7 separate regions of the Mus musculus genome follow, and regions 1, 2, 3, 5, 6 and 7 are each linked to region 4. Evidence: chromatin contacts called from public HiChIP or PLAC-seq and promoter capture Hi-C data. All regions are on one chromosome and are shown on one strand. Each heading gives the region's core, a stretch centred on a gene start, on an enhancer-like site or on the middle of the called end of the contact. The rest is flanking DNA. Distances are from core to core; before and after follow the strand shown. Region 1 holds the start of Pidd1 (p53 induced death domain protein 1). Region 2 holds the start of Ap2a2 (adaptor-related protein complex 2, alpha 2 subunit). Region 3 holds the start of Gatd1 (glutamine amidotransferase like class 1 domain containing 1). Region 4 holds the start of Echs1 (enoyl Coenzyme A hydratase, short chain, 1, mitochondrial). Region 5 holds the start of Tollip (toll interacting protein). Region 6 holds the start of Taldo1 (transaldolase 1). Region 7 holds the start of B230206H07Rik (RIKEN cDNA B230206H07 gene).

Evidence for each region. Promoter capture Hi-C pulls out the DNA fragments that hold promoters and counts their contacts. HiChIP or PLAC-seq counts read pairs in DNA pulled down with a chosen protein or histone mark. Capture Hi-C pulls out chosen DNA fragments and counts their contacts.
Region 1: a promoter capture Hi-C map of pre-B cells shows a contact between it and region 4, with 5 times the contacts expected there. The contact joins the promoter of Pidd1 here to the promoter of Echs1 in region 4. A contact is called at or near these places in 2 of 39 promoter capture datasets (cranial neural crest and pre-B cells), 4 of 115 datasets of contacts at active chromatin or transcription factors (embryonic stem cells, extraembryonic endoderm stem cells, large pre-B cells and 1 more) and 1 of 9 other capture datasets (liver).
Region 2: a contact with region 4 is called in a FOXA1 HiChIP or PLAC-seq map of pancreatic cancer cells. The contact joins the promoter of Ap2a2 here to the promoter of Echs1 in region 4. A contact is called at or near these places in 3 of 39 promoter capture datasets (the C10 cell line, embryonic stem cells and pre-B cells), 1 of 115 datasets of contacts at active chromatin or transcription factors (pancreatic cancer cells) and 1 of 9 other capture datasets (adipose tissue).
Region 3: a promoter capture Hi-C map of pre-B cells shows a contact between it and region 4, with 5 times the contacts expected there. The contact joins the promoter of Gatd1 here to the promoter of Echs1 in region 4. A contact is called at or near these places in 6 of 39 promoter capture datasets (the C10 cell line, cranial neural crest, frontonasal cranial neural crest and 3 more) and 1 of 115 datasets of contacts at active chromatin or transcription factors (embryonic stem cells).
Region 5: a contact with region 4 is called in a promoter capture Hi-C map of adipose tissue, with 3 times the contacts expected there. The contact joins the promoter of Tollip here to the promoter of Echs1 in region 4. A contact is called at or near these places in 3 of 39 promoter capture datasets (the C10 cell line, liver and pre-B cells) and 2 of 9 other capture datasets (adipose tissue and liver).
Region 6: a promoter capture Hi-C map of pre-B cells shows a contact between it and region 4, with 6 times the contacts expected there. The contact joins the promoter of Taldo1 here to the promoter of Echs1 in region 4. A contact is called at or near these places in 4 of 39 promoter capture datasets (the C10 cell line, hippocampal neurons, liver and 1 more) and 3 of 115 datasets of contacts at active chromatin or transcription factors (T-cell acute lymphoblastic leukemia, embryonic stem cells and pancreatic cancer cells).
Region 7: an H3K27ac HiChIP or PLAC-seq map of embryonic stem cells shows a contact between it and region 4, with 4 times the contacts expected there. The contact joins the promoter of B230206H07Rik here to the promoter of Echs1 in region 4. A contact is called at or near these places in 2 of 39 promoter capture datasets (embryonic stem cells and hippocampal neurons) and 4 of 115 datasets of contacts at active chromatin or transcription factors (T-cell acute lymphoblastic leukemia, embryonic stem cells and pancreatic cancer cells).

Annotation. Positions count from the first base shown.
Region 1 is chr7:141,442,740-141,445,439 of GRCm38.p6, reverse strand. It overlaps Pidd1 (p53 induced death domain protein 1), which reads left to right and starts at 1,415. Exons shown (of 16, transcript NM_022654.2): 1 at 1,415-1,471; 2 at 2,087-2,472. The coding sequence starts at 2,163.
Region 2 is chr7:141,560,846-141,563,545 of GRCm38.p6, reverse strand. It overlaps Ap2a2 (adaptor-related protein complex 2, alpha 2 subunit), which reads right to left and starts at 1,366. Exons shown (of 22, transcript NM_007459.3): 1 at 1,120-1,366. The coding sequence starts at 1,186.
Region 3 is chr7:141,412,869-141,415,568 of GRCm38.p6, reverse strand. Gatd1 (glutamine amidotransferase like class 1 domain containing 1) reads left to right here and starts at 1,444. Exons shown (of 8, transcript NM_172116.4): 1 at 1,444-1,567. The coding sequence starts at 1,504.
Region 4 is chr7:140,115,097-140,117,796 of GRCm38.p6, reverse strand. Echs1 (enoyl Coenzyme A hydratase, short chain, 1, mitochondrial) reads left to right here and starts at 1,376. Exons shown (of 8, transcript NM_053119.3): 1 at 1,376-1,490. The coding sequence starts at 1,403. It also overlaps a transcript of Paox not described here.
Region 5 is chr7:141,901,052-141,903,751 of GRCm38.p6, reverse strand. It overlaps Tollip (toll interacting protein), which reads left to right and starts at 1,291. Exons shown (of 6, transcript NM_023764.4): 1 at 1,291-1,476. The coding sequence starts at 1,444.
Region 6 is chr7:141,390,831-141,393,530 of GRCm38.p6, reverse strand. Taldo1 (transaldolase 1) reads right to left here and starts at 1,371. Exons shown (of 8, transcript NM_011528.4): 1 at 1,213-1,371. The coding sequence starts at 1,309.
Region 7 is chr7:141,363,746-141,366,445 of GRCm38.p6, reverse strand. It overlaps B230206H07Rik (RIKEN cDNA B230206H07 gene), which reads left to right and starts at 1,336. Exons shown (of 2, transcript NR_033532.1): 1 at 1,336-1,411.

The DNA.
Region 1 (2,700 bases), core at 166-2,665, 1.3 Mb before region 4:
TAGGATTAAAGGCATTAGCCACCACCAACTGTCGTGAATTTTACTTATTTTTATTTTTTGGTTTTTCGAGACAGGGTTTCTCTGTGTAGCCCTGGCTGTCCTGGCACTCACTTTGTAGACCAGGCTGGCCTCCAACTCAGAAATTCGCCTGCCTCTGCCTCCCAAGTGCTGGGATTAAAGGTGTGTGCCATCACTGCCCGGCTGTGATTTTTTTTTTTTTAACTGTAAAATAATACCCAAAATAGCTGGAGAGATGGCTCAATGGTGAAGAGCTCATTTGCAGATTAAAGGCAAATACCACCATGCTCATTAATATAAACTTAAGGAATATTCCTAGGATGATTGCTTTTGAGACAGGTCTTGCTGTGCAGCCCGGGGCAGCAGTTCTCCCATCTCAGAAAGGCACTGCACTTGAGGTGAGCACAATTAGACTAAGCCCCTGGGGCTGGTTTTTATAAAGCACCATCTGGCACCTTTATGGAAACAGTGAGAAAGAGGCAGGTGCTAGAATGGAAGCAGAGAGGCCTTGCAGGAAGCTTGCCCATCACTTAGACTGTAGAACAGTCACTTGGTCATTTCCAGTCCACCAGCTCCACTGAGGATTCTGGGTGTTGGCTTCAATATTAATCAACTAAAGGACTTAGGCAAGTTCTTTTTTGGTTTTTCTAGACAGGGTTTCTCTGTATAGCCCTGGTTGTTCTGGAACTCACTTTGTAGACCAGGCTGGCCTCGAACTCCCGAGTGCTGGGATTAAAGAAGTGCCCACCACGCCCAGCAGGCAAGAACTTCTATCTCAAGTTTGTTTGTGTTGAGACCCACCTAAGTCAGGGAGGAAAAGCCAGGCAACTCACTGCCTAGGTAGGGAGTTGGCCCACAGTAATGATCAATGGTTAGCTCCAATAAGCTGGACTTCACTGCAAAGCCTGAGATGGAAGTCCTGGAGACTCTGAGTCTCAACCTTCCTAATGCTTTGACAGTTCCCATGATGTGGTGACCCCAACCATGAAATTATTCCTGCTACTTCATCACTGTAATTTTGCTAGTTATGAATCACAGTGTAAATATCTTTTGGAGATATAAGTTTGTCAAAGGGGTCGCGACCTACAGACTGAGAACTACTTTCCTAGAGCGGTTCCCCCCAGGAAGCCAGCATTCAAGGTTCTAGCTTCTAGCAAGGAGTGTGACAATACTCTGTTAACCCAAAATTCCTGTCTTAGAATGCACTTGAGACCCAGACTATGCAGTGCCACCACAGGTCTGGGGTTGCAGAGATCTGAAAGTGTAAGTTTTCCTGCGGGTCACCGGCTTCCCTTAGTGCGAACAACAGAAAAGGAAGGAGCCATAAGAACCTCGGAGAATTCCTACTGGCTAGCCCGGAGGGGCGGAGCCCGACGGGTGGCCCGCCCGGAAGCGCGCCGGCGGGAAGGCAGCACAGAGCGCGCCTAGACTGGCGGGGAGATCAGCGTGGCAGGTACTCAATGGGAGGCGGGAAGTTTGCTCCAGAGGCGGGACCAAAGCGATTCCTCACCTACCGAGACCCCCTCTGCTTTCCCCATTTGACGGAGGTGTGAATTGGGAATTGTGGCTCAAGAGTGTCTACTAGGGACCGCGATATGGGACCCTAGCACAAGAACCCCAAAGTCCTCTTGGCTCCCCTTCGCACTGTTTACTGACCCTCTCGGGCACAGTGAACGTCTGCAGTGGAAGAAGGTTCTGGGTTCTCCCCATGCATTTGGGTGTGAAGATAGAAAGTGTGTCCTTATTTCCAGAGCCCTGTAGGGATCAGGGATCACTTGGGCAGATTCCAGAATTGAGGTGGAAACCCTCTCCTTGTCCTTGATCTAAGCAGAGTTCTCCAAGCTATGCTGTTCAGAGTCGCCCTGCCTGGTGCCCCTCCCAGGCAGAAGGATCCAGCACAGATGCAAGCCGTAGGGCTGCAGTGACCACTCCACTCACTACCCCTTGTGCCCAGGGTTCTTGGGCTGGTGGTCTCAAGAGCTCCCGGGTTTCCAAGCTGAGTTATTGTTGCTCTGACCTGGAGGGGGAGCTGGTCCCCTACAGCCTACTCCTCCCCCTGCTTCTCCAGCTTCTATCAGCCTTGCCTAAGCAGGCTTGCTTGGCAAGCTGGGACATGTCTGGTCCCCGAGGACCTTCCATGGGTGATGGCTGCAGTGTTGGAGGGGCAGGAGCCGGAGGAAACTGCAGCTGCTGCAGAGGATGCTGCAACATCCACCTTGGAGGCTGTGGATGCCGGGCCTGGAGCACCTTTTCTCCCGGCTGGGAACCAGTTGAACTTGGACCTACGCCCAGGGGGCTGCCATCGGCTACAGTACCTGTGTTCCCAGCAGCCCCCACAGCTGCTGCAAGTGGAGTTTTTGCGGCTCAGCACCCATGAGGACCCTCAGCTGCTGGATGACACCCTAGCCAAGGTTCCGTGGAGTCTGCTGCGCCTTCGCTCCCTGGTCCTCAAAGGTGAGTACCCTTGCTCCTTCCTGACCCTGTCCTCATCTCTGTCCAGCTTTGACTCTACTTCTTGGACACAAAGGCCATCCTTGTCCCAGCCCTAACTCCAAACCTCTCTTCTCCCCGCACATCAGGTGTGAACCCCTACCCCACAACTGTCCCTTGTCCTTAGCCCTATCACCTTCCTCCCCCAAAGTGAGGCTCGCTGGGCTCTGTCTCCTGAGCCTAGAACCCTGA
Region 2 (2,700 bases), core at 117-2,616, 1.4 Mb before region 4:
AAGTGTTAGTGTGACGACACACTGGGCAAAATTCCTCAGGAAGCATATTAATCTCTAAAGTAACAAAAATCATGGAGTCAGCTATTTGCTGGATACCAAGAAAAAAATAAACTGACAGGAAAATGGCTTTTCTTCTCATCAGTAAGGGGGTGTCTGATAACCCTCAGAAGTTTCTGTAAGCCAAAGTCCTGGGCACCCGCCCTGCCTGACCTTTAACCTTCCGACCCATTTCACTTTGAGCAGATTTTTTTTTTCCACCCAGGGGACACTGGCTACAGAACTGCTCAGCGGAGAAGCAGGCGCAGCTTCCAGCATCCACACCCGGCTGCTCCCGGTTCCCTGGGGGAATGAGTCACTTTAATCGCAGTGGGTGAGATCTAATCATCGCCCAACATGCCGCCTGAATCAGGTCCGAGAGACGTATAGTGTCCCTATCCCCGCCCAAAGAGAAATCCACGCTGTTTTGGAAAAGGCTGGGTTAAAGGCTCCATTACTAGAAAGACCAAGATGACATCATGCTGGGGAGGGGCGTCTAGGGCCGGAAACCCCTCGACTGTGCCACAAACCCCACAGACTCCCCACCGCGCCCCGCACTCCCATCGCTACACCTAGATCTCAAGACACCTAAGCCCCGCACCTCAGTCTGAACACCCACAGGCAATCTCCCAACTGTCCAAACCCATACATGCAATCACTCTACCAGGGGTCCGCACCCCAGATCTCTGCCTAACATCTCTGCTCCTACCCCAACCCCACTGCCAGATTTGCACCTCCAGGACCCTGCCCCACTCACCAGCACGAATCTTCACTCTACACCTCATCTTCGGGTCAGGACTTGGGACACCACCACCATCACCCCAGTCTGGTCCCCCCGCAGCAGGCTACCAACTCCCGCCAGATGTGCACCCAGGACGCGCGCTCTGCACCCTAAGCGCCCGCGCGGGACCCCCGCCCCACCGCGCGATCTGCACTCCACAGCCCTCCTTCTCAAGCCTGAGCGGACCCGCGCACCGGCCCACACCCCTCTCCCCGTTCCGGCCGAACCCCCCAGACCCCCGGCCGCACCTGCGGACCCCCGGCCGCGCCCCCGCTCAGGCCCGCCCGGCGTCTGGCACTCACAGTTGCGGATGTCGGAGATGAAGACCGCTAGGCCTCGCATCCCGTCCCCCTTGGATACGGCCGGCATCTTTGCGCCCCGGGAGCGGCCTCGGCGGCGGGCTAGAACAGCACGGGCGCGGCGGTCACGCCGAAGAGCCCTGGAGCGCGGAGCCGCCTAGCCACAGCCGCCTCGGGCCCCCGAGCGCCGCTCGCTGGGCTGCGCGCGCGAGCACGCACGACGCACGCGCTGGCGCGCACGCTGAGCCTCGCGCCCGGCGACGGGCGGTGCAAGAGAGCGTGCGCATTCTCGCGGTGCTGGGGGGCGGGGGGAGGACGAGGAGGATGGGGGCGTGGCGCGGGATAGAGCCGGATTGCTGCTTGGAGAACCGGAGCTGTGCGGAGCGCGCAGGCGCTACACCTCCTGGTATCACCGCCTGGTGAAGGATCCTTCCAATGTATACCGGAGTAGCCCCGATCTCGCTCTCACGGGTGAGCCCGGCTTTACCTAGACAGAGACACTGACACCAGTGCGGGATCAACCCAGTGTCACACAGGGGTGTAGGGGAGGAGCGGGCTGCACTAGCACCTACAGCAGTCAACCTTTGCCTGTGCAAACCGGCCCCAGAGCCCTGGCAGTTGGACTGACCTACCCCAGGCCACCGGCGTGGAACCGGAGTGAGAGGCGTTTACAAGCCTCTAAACTGGGACAAAAGGAAGCGCTACTCCAGGTTCCTACTTCCCTTACAAATGGGGAAACTGAGGCTTGAAGCTAGACTGACCACTCTTGCCGAGGTGACTGTTGTCTGGAGTACAACCTCTCAGCATTCATCCAGGCCCCTTTGCTTATTGCTTCTGCTCCCCTGTTCCCCTCTCTAGCGAGGTGGCCCCATTGGATCCTTCCTATGGACCCATTTTGCAGAAGAGCGGGATTGGCCCACCACTCCAGGAAGTGGAGATCATGGTGGCTCTTCCCTAGCTCTCTTCTGTGAAGAGGAAGCTTCACACCTAAGGTGGTTATCATGATCCAGACCCACTAGGCAGAACTCTCTGTCCCTTGCTTTTATACAGATGTGGTAGAGCCTAGTCCAGAGAATAAGAGGCACGACCCTCCTATAAATCAGGCAGTCCACCAAGGTCCCAGGACTGATGGAAGAAACTGAGAACATAATAAGCCAAATCTCTGGTGAGGCTGCTGAATTTGCCTGACTTTTTAAGAGGTGAAAGAGCCAGCACCAGAAAATAAACTTCCTCCAGCTTGTCTGCACCATCAAAAAGATGCTTCTGGGCCATATAAGGAGTGCTGGACAGGTGGCAATAGGAATCCCATTGCTTATGCCCAGACAGGAATGAGACTGCAGGAGATTCTCAGACTCCTCCATTGTACTGACTCTGAGAGTCACCACAGCCATCCTATAGTTAGTATTTTAAATAATTTCATTATAAATTATTTATTGAAAGGGGTGTGCAATGTGGAACTCAAAGGACACTTTGTGAGAGTCAATTTTTTTCCTTCCACCTTGTGAGTCCCAGGAAGCACCTTTACCCACTGAGCCATGTCTAAAAAATGGTTAATCTTGGTTGTCATATTGGATAGGATCTACT
Region 3 (2,700 bases), core at 195-2,694, 1.3 Mb before region 4:
GCAGGCAGATTTCTGAGTTCGAGGCCAGCCTGGTCTACAAAGTGAGTTCCAGGACAGCCAGGACTACACAGAGAAACCCTGTCTCAAAAACACAAAAAAAAAAAAAAAAAAAAAAGAATGAAGAATCCAAATATTTTTATCTCCTTCACCTTGTAAGACTTTTATGCAAATGTTTAATCCTTTCCACCTAGTAAAAGCTTTGTTTACCCAAAGGTGTATTTCTCTATACTAGCCTGGAACAGTGATTCTCCTTCAGTCAGGGACTGCTTTCCCCTCCTCCATTTCTTGTATGTTGAGTCTTTCCCGACTAGTTAATAAGATTGTGAGGTCGGACTCCAGTCAGTGGGCAAAAGAAACAGCCACCACCTGAGTTAAAACAAAATCAAATGCTCTTCCTGTCTTGGGGTGCTGTTCACCATTTTCTCCAGCACACTCTTCCTCAAGGGTAAAATTTGCCCTGTCTATACATTTCCCTGGAATGGTAGTCTCTTTACAAAATTATATCTAATACCTGGGCGTTGAATTCAATATAAATACTTTTCTCCACAAGACTCAAGCTTACTGCTGGCTCTGCCACTTCTGGTGCCTTAATGTTACTCTGGAGGCAGCACAAAGGTGGAACTGTGTGAGTATGTGGACACTAGCCAATCTGACCCCTTCAATTTCAGGGTTTCATGTCAATAGATGGGGATTTAATAAGGATGGCTAGTCAAGCTTGTGGCTTGTGAATCTTCAAAAGTCGCCACTCAGACAACACACAATCCTGGGCTCCAGGTTCCTTTTCCTAAGCCCCAGCAGGAGTCCCACAGAAGTAAATCGCTTTAGATACAGGTTGGCCTCCCCAATCTGGTCTTTTCCTCAGGAAACTCAACAGAACCTCCAGAGGCGTCCACAGCTCAGGAAGTGACATTCCATCCTCTATAGGAACATACAAAACTCAACCGACCCAGGTATCTTCTGGATCTTCACAAACCGGCAGAGGAAGACCCGCCCACATACGACCCAACTCTGTGCCCCTCACCCTGTCCGCCCGACCGGTCATCGCTCCCTGACACACTTAGCCAGGCTCAACTTTCGGGCAAAGGCCCAAGGCGTAGTAGCTCTGTGGTAGACTCGGACTCGGAAACATCTACCCGGCCCACTGGGTTTAATTGATGTGCCCTAGGGCCACAAGTCTGTACCGGTGGCTTCCAATCAGGAAACGACCACTCAGGGACCCAGGGCGTATCCTCCCCCGCCTCCGCCTCCAACCCCCGCCCCGCTCCGCCCCGCTCCGCCCCCGCTCAGTCCCCGCCCCTCGCATGCTTGCCACTCAACCACTACCCCATGCGCATGCGCAAACTGCCCCCATCTTCACTCAATTTCCGCGTTGTTTCTCCCACCCCACCTTGCACCCTGCCGGCGAGCCCCGCCCTTCGTGCCTCACGCATGCGCATTCCGCTCTCTGCAGGCGAGCCCCGCCCCGCCCCATCCCTCGCACAAATATCCGCCTGGGCTGTAGCCATGGCGTCCGAGCGGCTGCCAAGCAGGCCTGCGTGTCTCCTGGTGGCCAGCGGCGCTTCCGAAGGTGAGGCGCGCAGGGCAGCTGTGTAGCTCACTGGCCTGCAGTCCTGACTCTGGGCAAACGTTTGTGTTTGTGGAGTTGAGATTCTGGGACCCTGCATCTGTTTCTCTGGCGCAGGCCTACTATGTTGTCTGCGCTGGCAGACAGGGACGGTCAGCGGCTGCAGAGATGACCCTGCCCCCGAGTGAGCCGCAGGGGCTTGGTACTCTCTCTGCCCGTGTTTTCTGCCTCTCTGTTACCCCCTATCTTGGGTTTATCTTCGTGCACCTCCAGGAAGCGATCCTGAAAGAGGTTGCTCGAAAGAGCTGCATAAAAGGGACCCTCACGCAGAAGGGGTCTGTTGGCTTCATGTTCCAACTGCCCGGTGTGTGTCAGGGGCGCTGGGCAGATGATTACTTCACGGGTCCTTAGGGAACCGACTGGCCCGAGATAGTCTCTGTGGGGAGGTGGAGCCCAGGGCTGCGGCCCGGGGTTTCCCTCTGGATTCCTATAGACCTCTGCAAGTGGGTGTGAGCGCGAGGGTACGTCGGGATCTTGGACTGATGAATTTCTGGGTTCCACACTGAAGCGTCCCAGGTGAGGGTGGGAGGGGCCTGAGGGTGCTGCTCCTCCCTGGAATAGAGGTAAAAGAGAATCTACAGCAGCTCCTAGGTAGGCCTTCCTTGAGAGTCGGAAAGTGAGGGATTGAGAAGCTAAAAATTATCTTTAATCCCAGCACTCAGGAGGCAGAGGCAGATGGATCTCCAGGAGTTTGAGCCCGTCTGGAACTTATATAGCAAGTTCCAGGCTAGCAGGAGTACACAGTGAGGTCTGACTCAAAATATTAACCAAAACAAAATCCACAAGCCAAAAGCCTAGTGTCAGAGTTGGAGGCAGGAGGATAGAGAGGGCAATGGCTACATGAGATGCTGTCTTTAAAAAAATGCTAGGGGGCTGGTGAGAAGGCTCAGCGGATAAGAACACTGACTGCTCTTCCGAAGGTCCTGAGTTCAAATCCCAACAACCTCACAACCATCCTTAACAAGATCTGACTCCCTCTTCTGGAGTGTCTTAAGACCCACAGGGTGTCTTAAGACCAGGATGGGAGAGAGCAACCATTTGGTCTGAAGACAGCTACAATGTACTTATTTATAATA
Region 4 (2,700 bases), core at 127-2,626:
AACTACTGTCATGGTTGCTTAGCCTATGCTAACACAGAGACCTGGAGCAAAGGTTTGGTGGTGGTCTGTTTCTGTTTATATTCTATCTTAGTCTTGAAATAAAGTTTGCTGACTGTTCTATTCTGGTTTGGATTGTTTTCTTTAAAGTATTGAGAATCCAAACCTACTCCATCTTGGGACCAGCCTCTATCTAAAAGAAAAAAAAAAAAAAAGCCTGAGAACTTGACCTACAGAAGAACCCAGGTTGTACCCACGTACCAGGAAAGACCCCATGGCTTGTCCTTGGCCAGCGTTACTCTGTAGCTACTTCCTAACAACAGTAAAACAAAGACTAGCCTGATTGTTTCAGATGCACTTTCAGACCCTTTGTGACTGAATACAGTCGGCTTACAATAGACCTTCAGTTAGATACTTTCCAAGATGGACACCCCCTCTCTTACCTTCCATTTCTTGTAAAGCCCTGTCCAGATGAGAGTTCAAGGCTTCTCTGCCTTCCCTTCCTGTCCTGCTGTGTCAGGGTTGAGTTGGAGGAGAGGGCCCAAGCCTGAGCCTGTAATAGAGACCCTAATACTATTACATCGAAAAGGCTCCTTGGTGGACTTTTGGGGTTCACAAACTTCCCGGCATAACAGTATCAAGCTTGCTTTTGTCTGGAGATTCTGTCCTTTATCTCTATCCTAGGGTTTGCAGGACCAGGGCAAGAATACAAATGAAGGCCTGATAATACTTGCTAAATATTTTTAAGTTATAATTCAAGATAATTTACGTGAACAAAACATTGGCTTTCTTTTAAATTTATGTGAAATCTTCTCATCTTGTAAAATCACAGCTATTTCTAACCTGGTGTTATGAAGCTAGTCAGTTGTCATGTAAAGAATACCTCTGGAGCAGGGTATAATGGCTCATGCCTTTAATCCAAGCATTTGGAAGGCAGAGGCAAATGGATCTCTGTGAGATTGAGAAACAGCCTGGCCCATAAGGAGGGTTCCAGCCAACCAGGGCTATGAAGTAAGACCCTCACACAAAGCTAAACAAAACCGTCTTGCACTTTACCGCTTTATGCTTTATTACTGTATCTGTGATCGCGTCTTCCCGTAGTTTTTCCCCTGGTCAAGAACGAAAGCATACGGCCATCACAGGGGAAAGGGCACAGCCATGTCTCCCAGTCTGGCTTCGTAAACCGGGCACCCGCCAAGGGCACACCACCAAAGTGATGCAATTAACAGACTACTCCAAGAACCGCAGCCCAGCACCCCACGCTGCCCCACCCCGCCCTCTGTACCAGCCCGCTCAGGTCACGGGTCCACCCCTTAAGCTTCCGTCTTCATCCCGCCTGGGATCTGGGGCGGAGCGATTCTGCAGGCGGGGCGATTCTGTGGGCGGAACACATCGTCTCTCCGCCATGGCGGCCCTGCGTGCTCTGCTGCCCAGAGCCTGTAGCTCACTGTTGTCCTCAGTCCGCTGCCCAGAACTACGGCGCTTCGCCTCGGGTGAGTGCGGACACCGGCGGGGTGCGTCACCCCACCCACGTTGGGTGGTTTCTCCACCCATAACCTCTGGGTGGTCCCTAAACCCCGGCCTGCACGCATCCTCACTTGATCCTGGCCCTTCTCTCCTAACTCTAGATCTTTTGTCTGACCCCCTACTTCCACAAGCATGCACTCCCAACACTTGACTCTGAAGTACCTGGACCCTGGATTCGAGTACGCATCCCCACACTAAACCCAGATTTCCTGCAAGTGACCACTGACTCTAGCTTGGTGATCTTCCTTCTGAGCCTCCAACTCCAGCGCTCGACTGACCCCTTCCCAATTCCTTACCCCGTTCCCCGCTCCTCAGTCTGACCTTAGTCTCACCTTACAAGCCCAGCCAGATCCTAGCACCTCGAAGCCATGTCTAGTGGGAGGGCTCTGGGTGTAATAGCTTCTCAACGCTCGAACTTTTATGAGTGTCAGCTGGGAACATGCATGTTGGTTGTGAAATCCCATGTGTTTAGGTAGCTTTAAGAGAATGTGAAAGTAGGTTAAGTAAGACAGCCTGGGTATTGGGAAAGGTTTGTCCATAGTGCCTCCTGTCTAGTCTCTGCTGTTTCCACAGTCTCTCCTGATCGTGTCCTTCAAGCCACCCAATCAGCGTAGCCCATACCGACACACCCACTTTCCTTCCTAGCCAGCTGAATAGTTCCTCCCTTCCCACTCCTTGGCTCAACTCCTCTACAGACTTCTAGTACTCCACTGTGAATTTTTTTTTAATATTTTTTATTTAGTATTTTCCTCATTTACATTTCCAATGCTATCCCAAAAGTTCCCCATACCCTCCCCACCACTCCCCTACCCACCCACTCCCACTTTTTGGCCCTGGCGTTCCCCTGTACTGGGGCATATAAAGTTTGCAAGTCCAATGGGCCTCTTTCTGTTGATGGCCGACTAGGCCATCTTTTGATACATATGCGGCTAGAGTCAAGAGCTCCGGGGTACTGGTTAGCTCATAATGTTGTTCTACCTATAGGGTTGCACCTTTAGCTCCTTGGGTATTTTCTCTAGCTCCTCCATTGGGGGCCCTGTGATCCATCCAATAGCTGACTGTGAGCATCCACTTCTGTGTTCGCTAGGCCCCGGCATAGTCTCACAAGAGACAGCCATATCTGGGTCCTTTCAGCAAAATCATGCTAGTGTATGCAATGGGGTCAGCGTTTGGAAG
Region 5 (2,700 bases), core at 42-2,541, 1.8 Mb before region 4:
CTGACAGACTGTGCCAGGGCTTGAACTGATTTCAGGAACGTACTGAAGCATTTTATGAGATAAAGTTTTTTCTTGGGAACAATTCCCCCTTGGTGTTGTTGGTGGTGGTGTGTGTCTTTTTTAAACTGCTTAGTACTGAAGGATTTGGGATTCATCAGAGGCCATATGTGTGGTCTTAGTCACAAGGGGATCCTATTGTGCTATCCAGATATAATTTTATACAACAGGTTGTCTGCTGCATGTTTAGACACAAGTCACAGGTTTTGTCTATAACCAAGAAGAAAGGATTGAGCAGGGATGTGGACACCAGGAGAGATCAGGGGTCTCTTTAAAACTCTGTCTGCCACAATGGATAGTCTTTTGTGTCTTAGCTTTATCAGCATAGAGATGACAGTTTGGGCAACAGGAGCTAGAGACCGGTGAGAACTGGATATAGATCAGTGTCCAGGAACAGAGCCCAGATGCAGTCCCATGTTATGCCAAGGTAGAGACTGTCACTAGAGTTGGAAGATGTAATCTTAAAGATGAAAGGAACACAAGAGAACATGGTGTGAGTGAGGAAATGTTCTTGGTACTCCTAGACAGTACCAAGTCTATTGCCGCACAAGTAAAAGGGGACCTACAGACTGGTGACCACCATAGGGTAAACTCCTTATAGGAACTACCCTGGTTCTATCTGGCCAAGTATTCTTCTGAAGAGAGTGCTCTGAAAAGGCAAGAGTGGGTGGCCCGGGTTTCCTAGGGACAGATCTTCATCTCTCCATTCATTTAGCAAATCCAAGGCTGGTGGAAGTTTTCCGTCCCACTCTTGTCTCTCCTTCAGCTTGGTTTCTTCTTTTAAAATTTAAATATAAATGTTCTCCCTCCCACAGAATTTTGAGGTAATTCAAGAGCTTGAGGGTAGCTGGTTCTACTGCCATCTGTTTTTTTTTTCGCTCAGGCAGCCAAACCTCAGTTTTCTCCAAGCGGATCACGCACCTGCAAGCGGTGGTATCACAGCTATCTCCAGTTAGGTGACTAGACGCTGTGGCAACTCGACCGAATTGAGATGTGCGTCCCTGTTCTAGGTGTATGCGACTGGGTGAGCAGGCTTCTGCCCGCAGGAGAGTGTTCAGGTTTAGGCATGCGCAAACAGTCTGACAGCCATTTTAACGGGCTGCTGAGCGCCCGAAGGGAGCCACTGCGCAGGCGTGTACGGGAGACCCATTTCCCCCTGAGGTCGGAACACGCGTGCGCGGATTAGCCGGAAGGGGCGGGGCCAGCTATTGCCAAGCTCTGTGCTTTGGGAACGCCGGGGTGGGGCGGGGCGGGGCGACTGTCAGCTGACTGAAGAGCCGATTGCCTCGCGGGACAACGGTCGGCGACGCAGCTTGTGGTGGGAGCGGAAGAGCTCTCCCGGCGGGTCTCTGTGCAGTTGGCGAGGCAGAGGGCCGCCGCAGCACCATGGCGACCACCGTCAGCACGCAGCGCGGGCCGGTGAGTGCTCTGGGCCAGAGCCTGGCTGGGGCAGTGGAGCCTGGGGTCGGACTCCTCAGTCTTTTACGGGGCCCCTCGCGGGTTGCTCTTCCGTCCCGGGGCTTCGCGGGTCCTACCTTCGGGTACCCACCCGGAGCAGCGACTCTCGTCTATCGGACATCTGGGGTGGAGGAAGGCAGAATTTGATGGTTCCCCAGATGCCCACGGGCCCTGAAGCTCCTGGCCTCCTTCATGGAGAGGGATCCTGACTCCCGTGGTCCTCCTGGGTGGAGGCCCTGAATAGGGTTCCTCTACACAGAAGAAACCTTACCCCATTGGTCCCCAGATGGAGTGGGACCCCGACTTCCCTTAGTTCCTCAGATAGAAAGGGCCCTGAACCCCTTACGTTCTCAGATCTATCACCTGCTTGGTCTCCCAGATGGACACAAGCCCTGACTCTTGGTCTCCCAGATTGAGAGTGGTACTGACTACATTAATTTCCCAAACTGAGAGGTGCCTTGGTTCCCCGTCTCTCAGAGGAGTGGAGTCGGACACCTTTGGTCCCCCAAAGGAGAGAGATAACCTGGTCTCCTTGGTTTCAGAAATGGTGAAAGATCCCACTTTGTAGTCTGTCCTTACTTGTGACAGTTTCCTCTTCTCCCTAACATCTATAGAAAATAGGGTACTACCTCTTGAGCTTAGTTAGTGGCTACCTTTTCAAGCCTCAATTTCTTCATTTATAAACGAGGAGAGGGGAGCAGAGAACTTGGAAGACCCAACAGGGTTGTCTCTTCAGGATTGTCTTGGGTTCTATTATACTACCTGTCTCACCTCCCCTAGTGTGTATGGCCTCCCAGTAGCTCCCTGAGACTGGTGTGGGTGGGATGTTGTTAGCCAACTGTGGCTGTGTGGAGTAGAACATTGTTCTGATCAGCACCTCAGTGCCTTTTCCCCTGAAGTTAATATTGAGTGTGCCTGCAAAGCCTGTGGTTTCCCAGAGTTTTTTCACCCTGACAGCTTGGTGTTGATTGTGTGTGTGTGTGTGCGTGTGTGTGTGTGTGTGTGTGTGTGTGTGTGTGTGTGTAACAGGTAACTCCTTGGGATAGATTACTGATTTCCTGACTTTGAAGAAAGCCTCAGGCTTGTTAGATGCTTTTTAGGAGGGCTTTGAAGCCAGATCTCCTGAGCCACTGTCAAACTTGGATGGAGATTTCCAATGTTGGAGTTACTTTCATGTTCATCAAC
Region 6 (2,700 bases), core at 122-2,621, 1.3 Mb before region 4:
TAAAGTATATAAAATAGATTTTGAATCTGACAATGTTTATAATTATTTGTTTTAAGCCACACTGTCAATGAATGTGCTCTTTGGCTCTTTGTTGTTGTTTGAGACAGGCTCTTACTATGTAGCTCAGGCTAGCCTGGAACCATGTAGCCCAGGCTGGCCTCCAACTCATAAAGATGTGCCTGCCTCTGCCTCCCAAATGCAGGTGTGAGCTACCATGCCTGTCTCTTGCTCTCTTCACAAACATTAGCCGGTAAACTCTGCACTACACACACAGTGGAAAAACCTTAGGACTCCCAGATGGATTTCTGGAAGCTGACGAACACAGCTTGTGTCAGACGGGTTTGCTATTAGACCCACATCAAGTCTGTCCTTTATAGCTAAGCAGCCCAAATATGCCTAATCACTCTCTGCGACTCTCTGAGAGATAAACAATGCACTTACTCATGAGGAATTAAAGCCTGTTTCTCAAGTCACCGTGAGAAAGCAGAAAAGAGCAGAAGTGCTTTTGTACTGAGCTCACACGGAGCATTTCCTGAAAGTCTTTCTCACAGCACATGTGAGATCACCTCCACCACCCTCCAAGGATGAGAGCAAGACTAACAGCACAAGTCTTTCCACCTGTTTTCCGCGTCCCTACCAAGTCCAGGAAAATCTGAGTACTGGAGCTGCGCATGGTGGCACTGCCTGATCCAGCACTAAGGCTAAGATAGAAGGATTACCAGGAGTTCCAGAACAGCCTGTGGCTACACTGTGAGACCCAGTCTCAAAAGAGAAGGAAGTATGACAATGATAACCATTTGATTTAGTGTGTGCAACTGGTCTGACTCCAGCCATGCTGTGTACTGCCCATAGAGAGTAACCAGCTGCATGTGGAAAACCAGTGCAACAGGCTGCAAAAAGCAGATGGTGTCCAGTCTTGCAGACTGCACTGGCTCCAAAGTTGAGCCTGTGTCATCGTAGGGAATTGGGAGTAGGGGTGGGGGCACCCCGGGTCAGGGAGACTTTCTCGGACTACCTCTACCCACCGAGGCTTCGCGCCGGGCTCCCAGGGTCACCAATAGCCCAGGAGCTATTGATCCTTGAAGGTTCCGCAAACTCACCAATCCCAGCTCCAGCGCCCGCGAGGCCCCGCCCCTGACACCCACACCGGTGCTGGTTCCAAAATTGGGGGCGCAGCAGCTTAAATAGGGCGCATGCACCGCGTCCTCTTACCATTGAAATCACCCGTGTCGGCCACCACGGTGGTGAACTGCTTGAGCTGGTCCAAGGCGGACTCCATCCTCTGGCGCTTTACCGGGGACCCCGACATGGCGAAACGCGAACAGCTGAGGCGGTAGCCGGTGCGTGCTAACCCACAATGCCCCGCGCGTCCTGGCCAATCAAAGCAAAGCTAAATGAAGCCTGACGACGAGCCCCGCCCATGTACTTGGAGACCTTGCCATAGACCACGCCCCGTGTCACGGTCGGAGTTCTCTTCCCCAGTAGCGAGTGGTTAGTTTCTACCAGTCCAAGGAGAGTGGATTCTTTGTACCCCTCTAGAGCTCGGATGCGTAGAATGAACAGACAACGGATTCTACTGAGACGCGCGCTCAGTAAGCCTCAGACCCCACGGACTACGGATGGATGGGTGGCAGCGCTCTCGCTCCACACCCATGCTAATCCTTGAGCGGGTCCTTGCCTCCAACTGTGCATTCCCTACAGGGGCTTCAGAAGTGCACCCTTTCTCCAGCTGTGGGACTCCCCTACTCCCAGTTTAGGGACTGGGAGCTGCGCCCTCTCTGCTGATCGCGATAAGTCAAGCTCGGTGCAGCCCCTGCTTACAGGCAGACAAGCTAAAGCACAGTCTGAGAATCAATACAGGTGTATGGCCCCATGGGCGACTTCTGGCAAAGCCACCAGTTTCCGCTTCCCAGATGGAGTGGTTCTGGTGTTGCCTTAAGCTGCTGGGTGATCCTTCCCTTGCCCATGATTTTGCATCTCCCCTGGCTGGAAGTCTGTCTGGAATAAGCAGCAGTTTGAGAAAGTTGAGATGGGGAATTGAATCTTCAGTCATGAATAAAAATAGTAAGGGCAGTTTCTTTTACAGTGTTCCCATTATTGATTTGCAGTTCTTTGAATATGCTGGCTCAAGCTATTACACATATATGTGTATGCCGGATATTTTCTGTTAATATTTTGTTTACCACTCGTCTTAGTTTGCTTTCTATTGCTGTGATAAACACCACCACCCAAAGCAACTAGGCGAGGTTGATTGTACCTTACCCTCCCAAGTAACAATCTATCACTCAAGGACTGCAAGAAAGGCGCCTGGAGAAAACTTCTCACCGGCTTGCCTCCCTTGGTTTGCACAGCCTCCTTTCTTTACAGCCCTGAACTTCCAGGACCACCTGCTCAGGGATGGCACCACTCACCGTGGTGCTATGGGCTTTCCCTTATCAATCATTAATCTTAAAATTAATTTTTTCTTAAAAACGGAGCCAGGCAAGGTGGTACAGACCTTTAATCCCAGCATTCTGGAGGCAGTGGCAGGTGGATTCAAGGCCAGCCTGGTTTACATAGGGAGCTCCAGACTCGCCAAAGGGAAAAAGCCTTGCCGACTGACTTGCTAATCTTGAGGACAGAGGCATTCTCTCATTCGAAGTTCCCTCCTCCTGCAAAATCCGAGCTGTGTCAAGTTGACAAAAAAAAGTAACCAACACA
Region 7 (2,700 bases), core at 87-2,586, 1.2 Mb before region 4:
ACACACACACACACACACACACACATACACACCACTGTTGCACTCAAAGCAGGAAGATGAGGTTTCAAATGCCTTATTTGGGAAGTTACAGAAAGATTTTTGTATATTATATTATTTAATTTTAAGGCAGTTGTGAGCTGCCGCAAGGGTGCTGGAAACTGAACCCGGCTTCTTTAGAGGAGAGACCAGTTCTCTTAACCACTGAACCATCTCTCTGACCCCTCAGAAAGTTCTTGCTCAGGACCTGTAGGTGGAAAGCCTAGCAGGGCTCTCTGAGTTTTGAAACTCACCTTAGGGATGCTGAGTCCTAACCAAGTATCCAAAGATCCTCCTTGAACTCGACCCCGTGCTTCTCCCTGTTCCCCTGCTACTCGCCTGTACCTCAAACCCTGAAGAAAGTTCTTAAGCAGCTGTGCCCCTAATACCATCCACAGTGAGGTGTGCACTTAAGACCACTCAGTGTGCAATGTGTCTCTTGACAGCACTTTGGGGAGTGGTGATCAACAAAAGAAGTTTTGGTTGTTCTTTGGGGCAGGGTAGCACTATAAGCCTGCTCTGGCCTCAAACTCATGGTAATCCTCCTGCTTCAGCATTCCAAACGATAACATGACAGGCACGAATCACCATGCCTGGCAAGCGACTCTTAGGCTTTGTATGCTCAGAGCTGTATAGCTTGGCCATCACTCCTCTCTGCTCCATGCCCCATAGCAGCACACACACATTGTCTCTTTGAACTCAAATTCACGTCTTCTTGTTTGAGCACAAGTTATTTGGCTACAGATCTTCTCCATGCTTTCTCTCTGACACTTGACAGTTTTGCCTGTCATGTTGCATTCAATACTCCCAGGGGAACATTCAGGGCCAGGGTAGATCCTTTCTGCTTCTCCACACAAAAAGCATTTTCTCGGCATTCACCCATGTCCAGGGTCCCTTCATGGGATTTGCACAGAGATTTAGCCACTTTGGCTAAGCATCACTGTCCCCAGGTTAAGTGTGCATCTTGTGCTGGGTCACCCAGGTAGAAGGGACATCTCAGCTTCTCTGTCATTCCTCCAATTACCTTGAGAAGTCAACTATTTTATATCTTTTTCTAAGAAAGACGGGAAAGCCTCTTCTGAGTGGTATAGGAAGCCCTGTGTTTGAATGGCCTGCTGTGGGTGGTCAGGAGGTTGGCAGATCACAAAGACATGCTTGTCCCCAGACAGAGATGGGCCTTGTTCATGGAAATATTTGTTGGTGGTGGAGCTAGGCACAGAGCAGTAGTCACAGCAGTCCCACACACGAAGAGCTTATTGGCTAAGTAGCTTAGAAACCAACTCTAGGTTTGGGGGTTTTAAGTTCATTCTTCGTTCTTGTCCAGGGCAAATCTACCCAACCTATGGACAGACCCTCTTCAGCTGGGTTCCCACAGGTAGGGCAAACCTTTCCCATTCCTGCTGACTTGCTGGGTAGGGATCAGGGAGAGTTGTATTATAATTAGGAAAGTTGCACTTGAACCCCAGCCTAGGTGACCTGGGTTCTTTGTGTCTCATTCTTTAGTCTAGACCAGAGTGAGGTCACCCAATGCTAGAGATAGTGCTTGCTGCATGGTTCTTGTTTGTTATCTCTCATTTGCAGGCCCCGGATAGTGACATCCAAAGAGGGAAGAGTAAGTAGTTAGGGAAGGTCCCAAGCTAACTCGCCCTGGGGCTGTAACACTTCCATCTCTTCACTAGGTGCCTGTGATGGGTGGTCCTCTGCTATTCTCTTTGAAAGGTTCTGAGGGTTCAGGACTTAGCTCTGTTGGCAGAATGTTTCCCCTCTATCCCCAGCAACACATTAAACTGGGTGCCTGCCTAGAAGCCTTCGAGGCCATCCATCAGCCACATCAAAAGTATGAGGCGTGTGCTATGTGAGATTGTGCCTCACAGAATTAATAAGGAAAGCTGTCTCAGCCTTTAGGGATGGTTATTGCTGCAGAGGACCAGGGTTGGGGTTCCAGGACCCACAACTATCTATAACTCCAGTTCCAGAGAATCTGTCTGGCCTTTGTGGGCACGGCACACATGTGGTGTATATGGTGTACATACATGTAGGACATGTACAGGCAAACATTCATACACATAAAGTAAAAGCAAGAAAATCTAAAAAATATTTAAAAGTAAAGATTTTTGACAGTTTTTTTCTTGTTTGTTTGTTTGTTTGTTTGTTTGTTTTTGTTTTTTTTAACTCTGTAACCCTGGCTGGACTGGAACTTGCTGTGTCGACCTACTTCTAATTCACATAGATCTCCCTCCTGCCTCTGCTTTCTGCTTTCTGTAATTAAATGTGTATGTTACCACACCCAGCTCTCTACTTTTTAAAAAGGACCTAGAGGTGGTAGAAGGCCCTTGAGAGAAGAAGGGACAACTTCCAAGAACTCAGAGGCCTGAGCCAGTTGTTCAGCTGGGGCCCCAAGCACATGGGAGTGAGGAGTCCAGAGCTCCTGGGCAGGGGAGGCTGCTTGGTCTGGAGCCGCCTCAGCTCTGTGGAAGCCACAGTAAGTGTAGGCAGATGGGGAAGGGCTAGGAGGGTTAGATGAAGCAGATACAGGTTCTGGAGACTCCCTAAGGGTGGCGCCAACCATCTTGGAGAGAAGACTGCTGGAAAGACTGGGTCCTGTAGGGCTTGTCTGAGCTGAGGGGCTGGAGCCTCTGAGACCTGAGGCCAAGTCTGGGTAGG